Regions from separate parts of the Zea mays genome. Here region 2 is linked to region 1. Evidence: chromatin contacts called from public HiChIP or PLAC-seq data. All regions are on one chromosome and are shown on one strand. The core of a region is the stretch at or near the end of the contact, and the rest is flanking DNA. Distances in the headings are between cores, read along the strand shown. Region 1 holds the start of LOC109939172 (sugar transporter ERD6-like 6). Region 2 holds the start of LOC100304080 (solute carrier family 2, facilitated glucose transporter member 8).

Region 1 (6,690 bases), core at 55-2,554:
ATATAGAAAACGTGATAAATTTAAGTAGTGGATAGTGGCCAGTGGTGCTGTCGACCCTCTCTGCACAGAGTCATCAAAACCACCCACCCAAAAATGGGCCCGAGCAGCATAGACCACGAAACTGACAGAACAATTTTCTGAGACATTTGCAAGGAAACAAGTCGTAGAAAAATGAAGAAAGCAGAGTTGTTTCTCACCCCTCTCCGGCCAATGTACTTGGCCATCTGGCCGCTGGCGATCGCCCCGACCATGGCGCCCACGTTGGACAGCGAACCGAACGCCGAGAACTGGGGAGGCGACGGAGCTCCATCAATTATTTGTTCGTTTGATTTTGAGACGAACGCGCCGAGCCGAGCGTGAAGACAAAGCTAGCGTTAGGACGTAGAAACTGCAGCCAGGAGGTACCTCGGAGATGGAGAGGTTGAGGTCCCGGATGATGCCGTCCTGCGTCGGCGAGGAGTAGCCGCTTGTGAAGCCGCACTGGATGGGGCCGAGCGCGACGATGAGCGTGCAGAGGAAGGCGGAGACGTGGGACTCGCGCAGGACGGCCCTGGAGGAGGTGCCGGCGGCGTTGAGGCTGGGCTGGCGCGACCCCGTCCGTTGGCAGCTCCCGCTGTTGGGCAGCAGCGGCTTGTGCAGCCCGCCGTCGTTGTCGCTGCCGCACTCGTAGCCGGCGCCGGGCGCGCTGTTGCTCGCCATGGCGCCCGCGCTCAGCGCCCAACTCGCGGCGAGATTTGATTTGTCTCGTTTTTCTCCAGGTGGGATTGGATGGATGGAGAGAGAGACAGGGGAGGAGGAGGACGAATGGCAGGAGACGAAACGGGGGAGACCCACCACCTCCATTGAATGGGCAAGCCGAGTCGCCGTCGTGAAACTCGTGATAGGCGGCAGGTCTCGCCGGGGTCCCATTTCTGAGCTGAGCTGGACATGACTACCAGCTCATCATCCACATGTCATGTTGGCCGTGTTGTTTTGCCGTTTCTCGGCACTGTGACTACTGTCACTGTCACAGGCGAGGCGAGGCGACAGGACTCGGCGTCCGGCCTCCTGGACGCCTTGCCTAGTCGGCGACTCCCTTCTCGCCACGGTCATTGCCTCCAGTGAGATCCCCACCTTCGCCGCCTCCCCCTCCGTTCCACTCCCTCGCGCGCTCCATCCTCTATCAGCAAGCAGCTCGAGACCTCCGCTGTCGACGCCATCTACACTTGCTTCCTCGCGCTCCTCTCCTCTGCTTCCTGCCGCCGTCCTTGCCCTCGCAGCCGCTGACTTGCGTACTGTTGGGTGCCAAAATGAGTGTCCCGATTTGGACCGGATGGTCCGCGCAAGCGCAGAATAAATTAGGGTTCTGAGTTTCCTCGGAATAAGCTTGGAATTTTGTTGGTAACGATCCAGCCCCTCTTCTCTATAAAAGTAGAGAAATACGGCCAATTTAATCAATCAATCGAACCCTCAATCAATACAATTTACATTTATTCTTAGGAGTAGTTCTACTCTGTTCTAGGTTAGTCTTACAATCTTCAAATTCTTCGCTTCTCTTCGACTCTACGTCAATTAGAGAAGTCTAGGTCGGCCTGCCGAGCCTATACATCACCTAGGATCTCTCCTCCCCGACAGGGTCCCTCCTGAGAGCGAGATCCAGGCGCCACCGACGATCTTCCGCCGCCCTTGCGCACGCGCGGACCGTCCGGTCCCAGGGCGCGGACCGTCCAGTCGTCAGGCAGGAAATCCTAGCCTCGCACCAGGCCGCACCGTCCGCCCCTGTGCAGAGAGCACCGCCGCTGGTTCGTGTTGAGTGATTGGCGCCCGAAAAAAGTGTCAACATACTTTTTGGCGACTCCGCTGGGGAACACACATCTAGACCTATCAAATCGGCCCTCAATGGCCGGTTCAATGGATAGTTCTGAAGTCTCCCCCAACAACATTATAGAGCCGACTTGGGAAACCTTGCCGGCTGACGAACAACTCCAGTTCGAGGAGCACAAGGAGCATCTGATACAAGAGGCAAAAGCGAAGTTTTTGGCTAACTTCAAGGTGGACAGGAACAATAAAGTCGTCCGACAACGGGCGACGGATCCGGCTTCGCTCCGACCCAATGTAAGTAATACAAACGAGCTACAATCTCTTAAGAATTATGTAGATGAACAACGAGAACAAATGCAAAATATCATAGGGGTATGCAAAACGATTATAGGAGACTAGTACGTGCATTTGATAAATCTAGTATCGCAAATTTTCCTTCGCACGAGGTTGAATTATAGGGTAACACGCGTAATACATCGGCTATAGGTTGTCACGACCAGTTACAACCCCTTTATGGGATGTCGATGGACACATACCCTGAGCAACCACAAATCGACAGTAAATCAAGCGATCTGCACATGCCCGGACCGTCCGCACGTGAGCGCGGACCGTCCGGGCCAGCAACGGCCGGGCCCATTTTTAATGAGTTACCCAGCATGCACCCGAGCCACAACATATGACACAGAATCTAAACTACCAGGTCGGACCGTCCGCATACAATGACAAACGGTCCGCATATAATCACGGACGGTCCGGGTACATGTCCGGACAGTCCGTACATGAGTTTTTTGAGAAGGATTATTACCTGAATTCTCACCCGTCCCAGCAACACTTCCCATCACACTATGCAATGCATCAGCCCATTAATACAAAATCCCGAGCCCAGGAGAACTTTCTAGCCCCGCCTAGAAGGCCGGAAAGAAACGATCAATCCTATGAGCCAGATAGGGTAAATGGCAATGCACCACATAGCTCAAACCAATGGGGGGAAAGACAACATGCTAATATCCAGCCAACCCCACCTATGTTTAACTAGAGAGTCGGTGGTCTCCCACCGGCTGCCATCGATATAGTGAGGGAGGAAATAGCCGGGGCGTTCCAAGATAAGATCGGAGTAAGCATGGTGTCTGGGGGGCAATCATATCAGAAACCTTATGACAGCCGATTTGATCACCACCCATACCCCCAGGGCACCAGGATACCCGAATTCGCAAAAATTTCGGGTGACCAAGAATTAGGAGAATTGGCCGACACAGAAGCATTTCGCGTGTGTTTATTTTCATTATCTTTAATAGGAACCGCGTTCGCATGGTACGCCACTTTACCTCCTAATTCTATTTTGTCATGGGGGGAGTTAGAACAAAAAATTCATGACCACTTTTTCTCCGGTGACTATGAGTTAGATTTGGTAGACCTAGTGGCCTTGCGACAGGGGAAAGACGAATCGGTTAATGACTATATCCGGAGATTCCGGGATACAAGAAACCGATGCTTCCAAATACAATTAGCGGAAAAACAGCTAGCAGGATTAGCCTTCAATGGACTATGATATTATTTAAAAGAAAGAATAGAAGGTATCCAGTTCTTTACGCTAGCACAATTACATCAAAGAGCTTTGGCTTGTGAGAGCTGGAGCAAAGAAACTACTAAAACAATTCGTCACAATGTGCATATAGTAGAGTGCGACCAGAGTAGCTCGGATGACGAATCAGCAGAGGTATACGCGGCTGAAATGGTTTGGCCAAAACAGGCCAAACTTGCAGCCGGTTCAAAAGAAACGGCAAGAGGAGGTTAAGTTTATATTTAATGTCGGTAAATGTGATAAAATATTTGATGAATTACTCAAAAATGGCAACATTAGAATAAATCACACTGTTCCATCCGTCGACGAGCTGAAACGCCGTGCATACTGCAAGTGGCATAACTCATTTTCTCATGCCACTAATGATTGTAATGTATTCCGTCGACAGATTCAATCGGCCATTAACGAAGGACGATTGAAATTTCAGGAAATGCAGGTGGACACGGAGCCCTTTCCGATGAACATGATCGATTTTGAGGGCAACAGGATCCTGGTTCGGCCAAACACAGCCGATAAGGGCAAAGACAAAGAGATAATCATCGGCAACACAAGAGAGATAGATGGGAATCATAAAATTTCTTGCAGAAAAGTGGTGGCCGAGAAGACTCCCGATGGAGGGGAGACTCTTAAGGTGATCATCACGACCTCCAGCACTAGGGGGCAAGCGCAGACCAAGGGGCAGAAGTAGGAGCCCATGCTGCGCATCTTGGACGGTCCGATGCACAGGCGCAGACGGTCCGAGACCACGCCGGACGATCCGGAGAATTCCAGCGGACGGTTCGATCATACTCAAGACCCGCAACAACCGCGTACCTTTAAACCACGACGACTAGAGATAGTGAAAGTCGCCTAGAGGGGGGGTGAATAGGGCGAATCTGAAATTTATAAACTTAAGCACAACTACAAGCCGGGTTAGCGTTAGAAATATAAACGAGTTCGGGAGAGAGGGCACAAAAACAAATCGTGAGAAAATAAAGAGTGTGACACGATGATTTGTTTTACCGAGGTTCGGTTCTTGCAAACCTACTCCCCGTTGAGGTGGTCACAAAGACCGGGTCTCTTTCAACCCTTTCCCTCTCTCAAACGGTCACTTAGACCGAGTGAGCTTCTCCTTCTCAATCAAACGGGACACAAAGTCCCCGCAAGGACCACCACACAATTGGTGTCTCTTGCCTTGGTTACAATTGAGTTTGTCACAAGAAGAATGAGAAAGAAAAGAAGCAATCCAAGCGCAAGAGCTCAAATGAACACAACAAATCTCTCTCTCTCTAATCACTAAAGCTTTGTGTGGAGTTGGGAGAGTATTTGATCTCTTTGGTGTGTCTTGTATTGAATGTTATAGCTCTTGTAAGGTGTAGAAGTGTGAAAGCTTGGATGCCTTGAATGTGGGGTGGTTGGGGTATTTATAGCCCCAACCACCAAAAATGGTCGTTGGAAGTGTGCTGTCGCATGGCGCACCGGACAGTCCGGTGCGCCACCGGACACTGTCCGGTGCGCCAGCCACGTCAGCAGACCGTTGGGGTTCGACCGTTGGAGCTCTGACTTGTGGGGCCTCTGGGCTGTCCGGTGGTGCACCGGACAGGCACTGTAGAGTGTCCGGTGCGCCGTCTATCGCTGCTCTGACTCTGGCGCGCACTGTAGTGCATTGAATGTGTTTGCAGACGACCGTTGCGCGCGAAGTAGCCGTTGCTCCGCTGGCACACCGGACAGTCTGGTGTGCACCGGACACTGTCCGGTGACTCAGCGGACAGTCCGATGAATTATAGCGGAGCACCCTCTGAATTTCCCGAAGGTGAAGAGTTCAGCCTCGAGTGCCCTGGTGCACCGGACACTTTCCGGTGGCACACCGGACAGTCCGGTGCGCTAGACCAGGGTGCCTTTGGGTTGTATTTTGCTCTCTTTGTTTGAACCCTTTTCTTGGTCTTTTTATTGGCTTATTGTGAACCTTTGGCACCTGTAAAACTTATAGACTAGAGCAAACTAGTTAGTCCAATTATTTGTGTTGGGCAATTCAACCACCAAAATCAATTAGGAAATAGGTGTAAGCCTAATTTCCTTTCAATCTCCCCCTTTTTGGTGATTGATGCCAACACAAACCAAAGCAAGTATAGAAGTGCATAATTGAACTAGTTTGTATAATGTAAGCGCATAGGTTACTTAGAATTGAGCCAATATAAATTCACATAAGATATGCAAGGATTGTTTCTTCATTTTTAACATTTTGGACCACGCTTGCACCACATGTTTTGTTTTTGCAAATTCTTTTGTAAATTCTTTTCAAAGTCCTTTTGCAAATAGTCAAAGGTAAATGAATAAGATTTTGAGAAGCATTTTCAAGATTTGAAATTTTATCCCCCTGTTTCAAATGCTTTTCCTTTGACTTAAACAAAACTCCCCCTATATAAGATCCTCCTCTTAGTGTTCAAGAGGGTTTTAAGATATTAATTTTGAAAATATTACTTTCTTCCCCTTTTGAACACAATAAGATACCAATTTGAAAAAAACTCTTTTTAAAATAAGGTGGTGGTGGTGCGGTCCTTTTGCTTTGGGCGAATACTTTCTCCCTCTTTGGTATGAATCGCCAAAAACAGATACTTTGAGTGAAATATAAGCCCTTTTAACTACTTTCTCTCGCTTTGGTAAATAATGTATGAGTGAAGATTATACCAAAGACGAAGAGTTGCTCGGAGCGACGGTGAAGGGTGAGTTATGGAGTGGAGTGGAAGCCTTTATCTTCGCCGAAGACTCCAATTCCCTTTCAATATACCTATGACTTGGTTTGAAATTCACTTGAAAACACATTAGTCATGGCATATAAAAGAGACATGATCAAAGGTATATTTATAAGCTATGTAAGCAAGACATCAAAAGAAATTCCTAGAATCAAGAATATTTAGCTCATGCCTAAGTTTGTTAAAAGTTTGTTCATCTAGTGGCTTGGTAAAGATATCGGCTAATTGTTCTTTAGTGTTGATATATGCAATCTCGATATCTCCCTTTTGTTGGTGATCCCTTAGAAAATGATACCGAATGGCTATGTGTTTAGTGCGGCTATGCTCAACGGGATTATCCGCCATGCGGATTGCACTCTCATTATCACATAGAAGAGAAACTTTGGTTAATTTGTAACCATAGTCCCTAAGGGTTTGCCTCATCCAAAGCAATTGCGCGCAACAATGGCCTGCGGCAATGTACTCGGCTTCGGCGGTAGAAAGAGCTACGGAATTTTGCTTCTTTGAAGCCCAAGACACCAAGGATCTTCCCAAGAACTGGCAAGTCCTCAATGTGCTCTTTCTATTAATTTTACA
Region 2 (6,422 bases), core at 2,574-5,073, 270 kb before region 1:
TACAATTTTGCAAAGAAAGTTGAACTTACCTTGATGTAAAATACAACAGCAACCACAAGAAGGCTTAGGGTCATCCCAAAAGAAGAAATCTGTAATTTGAAGTGATAGTTAAGTTAAGCTACAGAAGAACCACAGATTAGTGGCTTTAGAGGGAAGCAGACGTTACGATAAGGAGGATTCTCCGTCCAGCCCTGTCCAAGATCTTGGTCGTAACAGCAGTGGCAAGAACCTGATGGAATGTTGTCAGAAGATTAATGAAAAAACATTGGGAGACTAGATCAGGTCTATTTAGTCATTAGGTACTTGCCGCAATCACTCCAAGTATACATGTGTCCAGGTTACTGTTCTTGAGCCCTGGAGAGCTTTGATTGTTAGAACTCACAGTCAAAACAAGGTTAACCGGCACTGTTGTAGACAAATGCAGAGGAGAACTTGGAACAAACAATAAAATGGCAACATTCATCAAAGCAGAGAATGATAAACCATGTTACAACTTACAAGGGGACTAATACATTAGTTTTTTAAAAAAACATACTATAATGCGCTAGGCCTTGAGAAAAGTAAGATCACTTTACTCCATTTTAACTCTTTTGATATTTGTAATCTACTACACTATTCCTATATGTGTAAAAAATGCATATTGCCAAACAGAGACTGACGCTTTTTATTCAGTAAACAGCTAAACAGTTCCGTAATACCCTACTGCTCCAGTCAAATTTGGAAGGAGTAAAAAATCCATTGCTAAAGTTATGATGCTCAACTAGTAGACGAAAACCACAAGCCAGTAAACAAGTGCACAGCTTACCTGCAGCTTTGAAGATGCTACCTGCATAAAAGATTATACCGTTTATTCCACTCAGCTGCTGCAACACAAGTAGGCCCATTCCTAGCTGCGAGAGGTTGCAGCATTGTCATGAGCAGACAGTTTACGAAATGCGATCACTAATTTGGTCCCATATAAGCAGATAAAGTTGCAAACCTACAATTAGGGGCGTGCGGTATTTCTTCTGGTTCAACTCTTGAAAGCTCATTGCACCACTTTTGTTTGCCGATGCTACAGCTATCTGCATAAAATTAAAAAGTTGATCCCACCTCCGATTCCACAAGAATGAAGCACATGGAGCCATGCACCAAATGTTGAAGGAAATAGTAGTAATGATACAGAGTGAAGACTGTTTTCAAATAAGCTGTATCCATCCATTCTAGATGAGTGGAAGCAGGTGCGTGCCTTTATATCATTCGCTTCTACAGTGATGTCAGCGTCCACCCCCCTCAGAACTTGTAGAGAAGCCTCGCACTCATCCATCATATTCATCCTTGCCTATGGATACAAGGGGCAAAAAACGGGCATTGGAGACTGCAATCTGGCAATGATCATTCAGAGTTCATTATCCAGCTTTTTGTGTGTGTGTGTGTGTGTGTACCAGCCATCTTGGAGATTCCGGAATGAAGAACAGTCCAGGTATCAACAGTAGGCAGGGCAAGGTTCCTGCAAGTGTGGCATTTCACACGCTTCACGACAGAAATTATCTCGAGTAGGGACTGAATTCCAAAAACATTCGTCTACTGCATCTGTACTATCTGAGCTCTTTAGGAGTTGCTGATCGTGCGAGCTAAGATATCAGATCAGAGAGTTGAAACGCAAGCTAAGAGCAGCAGCATCAGGTTTATTAATGCATCAGGGTTTCATTACCTATTAACGCAAGAAGCCTCCAAGGAAAAAACAAGCCAAGCACATCGGCAAACACGACACCAAAGGTTGCAGACAACTGCAGAGTGAACAATTGCACACAGTGACGTCAGCATAAAGAAAAGCAAGAAGTGTTTCTCATCATGAGGGAGGGAGGAAAAAAAAAGATAAGACGCTTGTGGGTGCGAACGAACCGGGTTCACGGCGCCAAGAGCTCCTCTCATGTTCTGAGGAGATATCTCTGCTACGTATACCGGCACCTGGTGGCACAAAACCCACAGACCAAAGTTAGCTGATGATGTGACCAGTGTCCATGCTCCCATTGTTCTTATGCCGATGAAAATGACCTTGCTGCTAGGGATGGATCAGTCTGTCTAGAACTAGACCAGCTTAAAAGAAACACAAAAGCGGCAGTGCTTGTAGTCTCAAGGCACGCATAATATATAACCAGGCAAGGCATGGAGTTTTATCACAGTACTAACCACGTAGGAGATGACGCCGACACCGAATCCTTCCAGCAACCTCCCCACGTACAGAAACGAAGTGTCCTGCAGAGCAGAGCAGACATTGACGGCCATCAAAGCCGATGCTGTCATCTGTGAAGACAACGAGTGGAGATAAACCGACACACGTAGTAGCGACTAGCGACATACCCTTGCCAGGGAGATCGCGAGCCAGCCCATGACGTTCGGAACCGCCGCAATCATCAGTGACTGCGAAAGAGTTACCAAGCAGAGCTAGCAGTTAGTGTAGAAGAGAGCTAGCACCGAAGCTTCAGCACGAAACGTCTCTTCTTCCATCGATGGAAGCGTCTGCAGTGAAACCAGCTCTGTCTTGCCTGGTCGTTATCGTTAAGGCGTGTGCGAAATGTTACTGACGGTGGGATAGACGTCCGATGAAAAGCTCAGTCTAACTGATTGAGTTTTCTTGTCACCGCGGATAGGGAGACCTTGGAATCGTTTTCTTTTATTATGACTGGCTAAAAAAGCGCGTAGTCCATCCCTTGACGTGCGCGTTTCCTTTACGCAACCAAAAGTTCTTACTCTACTCTAGTGTTTTTTTGACTTTGGTATAAACTCTGATTAAATTTTAAGTATGTGGCCAGCAGTGCTGTCAATCCTCTGCACAGAGTCATCAGAAACACACCCAAAAAAAAAAGGTACGGGCATCATAGACCACCAAACAACAAACAGTGTGTGCGGGTAGGGAGTAGCGGGGTAAGATTATGCGCTTAACCTGCGCATTACGCAACCAAACAGCACCTCAGTCTTAGTCTAATCTACTGTTAACTCTCTCTCTCTCTCTCTCTCTCTCTCTCTCTCTCTCTCTCTCTCTCTCTCTCTCTCTCTCTCTGCACGGCGAGGAAACAAGGTCGTAGAAAATGAAAAAAAAAAAGAAGAAGCAGAGCTGTGGTTTCGGTTCTCACCCCTCTGCGGCCAACGTACTTGGCCATCTGGCCGCTGGCGATCGCCCCGACCATGGCGCCCACGTTGGACAGCGAGCCGAACACCGAGAACTGCGGGGGGCGACGGAGCTCCGTCAGTTGTTTGCTCGTTCGGTTTTGAGGCCGATCGTGAAGCCAGGCACGGCGCAGAGGCTGCAGCCAGGAGGTACAGTACAGGTAGGTACCTCGGAGATGGAGAGGTCGAGGTCCCGCGTGACGCCGTCCTGCGCCGGCGACGAGTACCCGCTGGTGAAGCCGAACTGGACGGTGCCGAGCGCGACGACGAGCGTGCAGAGTAGCGCGGGCACGTGGTGCGGCGGCCGCAGCGCTGCGGCCTTGGACGAGGTGCCGGCAGCGGCGGCGCCGAGGCGCGCCGTGCTCGTACCTTTCCGGAACCAGCCCCCGCTCCTGGGCGCCTTCGGCAAGAGCGGCTTCTGCAGCGCGCCGCCGTGGTCGCCGTCGCTCGCCATGCGCGCCGCGCTCGCTCGCTCGCACGCCGGACCCGCCACCACGAGCACGACGATCGTCGATCACCAGGCAGGCCTTCCGCGTACGAGGCTGGGTTTGTTTCCTCTCCTGTTCCCCTTGCGTGGGGATCGGCGGTGGGTGGGTCTGGCTGGCTGGCCGGTCGGCTGGGAGGAGGAAACGAAGAGGCCGGCCGAGAGAGGCCGAGGCGAATGTCAGAGCGCAGAACCGCCGCTTGGCCGCTTGGCTAGTTTTTAAGTACAACCCTCACCTCACGGTACTTTAAATATAAAATATAACTAAAACATAATATAATCTCTACTACTCTATAAGACTTTAGTGTAGACCGCGTGCACCATGGTTATGCCTCTCCCATCCATTCAGTCTCCGACGAGTGGGCCGCATGTTGGCGGTCGGCGTTTCAACCCCCGGGGTCCCTGGACCGACGAGTAAATTGTCGCTGCGTGTCTCAGCCCAGATGGGTCGGCGCGAGACGAGACACAAAGGGGGAGAATAGTAAGGGGAAACCTGCGGCCTTCGTGTTGTCCTGCGCCCAGGGCGGATGGATGCGCTTGCAGTAGGGGTTACAAGCGTTCGCGTGGGAGAGAGAGAGCCTTATGCGTCGGCCCGTTCTCCCGCGCGGCCAACCTTCTCGTACAAGAGCCCTGGACCTTCCTTTTATAGGCGTAAGGAGAGGGTCCAGGTGTACAATGGGGGTGTAGCAGTGTGCTAACGTGTCTAGCAGAGAGGAGCTAGAGCCCTAAGTACATGCCGTCGTGGCAGTCGGAGAGGTTTTGGCACCCTGTTCATGTGATGTCGTGGCCGTCGGAGGAGCGCTTGGGCCCTGTGGAAGGACAGCTGTCGGGACTATCGAATCCTTGTTGACGTCTCCTTGCTTTCGTAAGGGGCTGAGAGCCGCCGTCGTCATGGAGCACGCGGGGCACCATCATTATTTGTTTACCCGGGCGAGCCAGATGGGACGCCGGTCTTGTTCCCCGTAGCCTGAGCTAGCTAGGGGTAGGGTAATGATGGCCCCCCTATGACGTGGTCGGTCCGAGCCCTAGGTCGGGCGAGGCGGAGGCTCCTCCGAGGTCGAGGTCGAGTCCGAGCTCTGGGGTCGGGCGAGGCGGAGTCCATCGTCTTCCGGAGCCGAGGCTGAGTCCGAGCCCTGGGGTCGGGCGAGGCGGAGTTCTCCGTCTTCTAAGTCGTGGTTGAGTCCGAGCCCTGGGGTCGGGCGAGGCGAAGTACATCTTCCGAGGCCGAGGCTGTGTCCGAGCCCTGGGGTCGGGCGAGGCGGAGTCCGTCGTCCAGCGTCGAGGTTGAGCCCTGGGGTCGGGCGAGGCGGAGCTTCCTATGGCGCCCGAGGCTGGACTTAGCTGTTGTCAGCCTCACTCTGTCGAGTGGCACAGCAGTCGGAGCGACGCAGGCGGCGCTGTTTTCTTGTCAGGTCGGTCAGTGGAGCGGCGAAGTGACTGCGGTCACTTCGTCTCTGTCGACTGAAGAGCGCGCGTCAGGATAAGGTGTCAGGCGATCCTCGCATTAAATGCTCTTGCAATACGGTCGGTTGGCGTGGCGATCTGGCCAAGGTTGCTTCTCTGCGAAGACTGGGCCTCGGGCGAGCCGAAGGTGTGTCCGTTGCTTGAGGGGGCCCTCGGGCGAGACGTGAATCCTCCGGGGTCGGCTGCCTTTGCCCGAGGCTGGGCTCGGGCGAGGCGAGATCGTGTCCCTTGAGTGGACTGAGCCTTGACCTTAATCGCGCCCATCAGGCCTTTGCAGCTTTGTGCTGATGGGGGTTACCAGCTGAGATTAGGAGTCTTGGGGGTACCCCTAATTATGGTCCCCGACACGAGCCCTCGAGCCTCAAAGGGAGTGTTGGCACTCGCTTAGAGGCTTTTGTCGCACTTTTTTGCAAGGGGACCGGCCTTTCTCGGTTGCATTTCGTTCCGGGGGGTGCGAGCGAGCGCACCCGCCGTGTGTAGCCCCCGAGGCCTCGGAGGAGTGTTTTGACTCCTTCGAGGTTTTAATGCCTTTCGTGATGGCTCGGCCGGTTCGGTTGTTCCCTCATGCGAACTGGCCGTAGCCCGGGTGCTTAGTCAGGTCCCAAGTTCTCGGGCTAGTATGTTGACGCTGTCAACGGTTTGGCCGGAGCCGGGTTTGCGAGAGCATCCCCGAGCCTCCGCACAGAGCGAGAGGACGGTCAAGGACAGACTCGGCTTTTTTCATACGCCCTTGCGTCGCCTTTCCGCAAGGAGGGGGGAAAGCGCCATGTTGCCCTCAGAGGGCGCCGAACATGGTGTCTCCAGTGAGTTGCTAACGGGTGATCCGAGTGGACGCCCGTGCCCCATTAGTTAGGGGTCGGCTAGTGGCCCGGAGGCGCGCTCCAAAAGTACCTGCGGGTGATTCGCCGGACCCGGTCCCCTTTTGACGGGGTCCAAGGGCTCGACGCCTCCCTCTGGTGGGATTCCGTTACAAAATCGTTCCCGTTGGTCTCGGAAATGTTCTAGGGTACCTCGGGAGCGTAGCCCGAGCCTCGGTTATGTATCGAACGTACCCAGGGTCATCCCTCACTCTGCGTGCTCTGAGGCGGCTGTCGAACCCTTCGGGGGCCAGCCTACGAACCCCTGATCAGTAGTGGGCGCGGAGCCCGAGTGGCCTGAGGCGGCCGTTGAACCCTTCCGAGGGGCCAGCCTTCGAACCTCTGACCAGTAGTGGGCGCGGAGCCCGAGTGCTCTGAGGCGGCTGTTGAACCCTTCCGAGGGGCCAGCCTTCGAACCTCTGATCAGTAGGGGGGCTCGGGGCCCGCTTCCTTCGCGGAGAAGGATC

What was found. HiChIP or PLAC-seq counts read pairs in DNA pulled down with a chosen protein or histone mark.
Region 2: a contact with region 1 is called in an H3K4me3 HiChIP or PLAC-seq map of leaf, with 8 times the contacts expected there. The contact joins the promoter of LOC100304080 here to the promoter of LOC109939172 in region 1. A contact is called at or near these places in 11 of 25 Hi-C or Micro-C datasets (bundle sheath, ear, endosperm and 4 more) and 2 of 3 datasets of contacts at active chromatin or transcription factors (leaf and seedling).

What each region holds. Positions count from the first base shown.
Region 1 is chr8:72,672,712-72,679,401 of Zm-B73-REFERENCE-NAM-5.0, reverse strand. It overlaps LOC109939172 (sugar transporter ERD6-like 6), which reads right to left and starts at 1,304. Exons shown (of 18, transcript XR_004851970.1): 1 at 406-1,304; 2 at 198-287.
Region 2 is chr8:72,940,951-72,947,372 of Zm-B73-REFERENCE-NAM-5.0, reverse strand. It overlaps LOC100304080 (solute carrier family 2, facilitated glucose transporter member 8), which reads right to left and starts at 3,823. Exons shown (of 17, transcript NM_001165581.3): 1 at 3,320-3,823; 2 at 3,117-3,206; 3 at 2,344-2,403; 4 at 2,173-2,238; 5 at 1,885-1,950; 6 at 1,694-1,769; 7 at 1,425-1,489; 8 at 1,229-1,321; 9 at 984-1,064; 10 at 806-890; 11 at 308-354; 12 at 167-229; 13 at 30-89. The coding sequence starts at 3,604.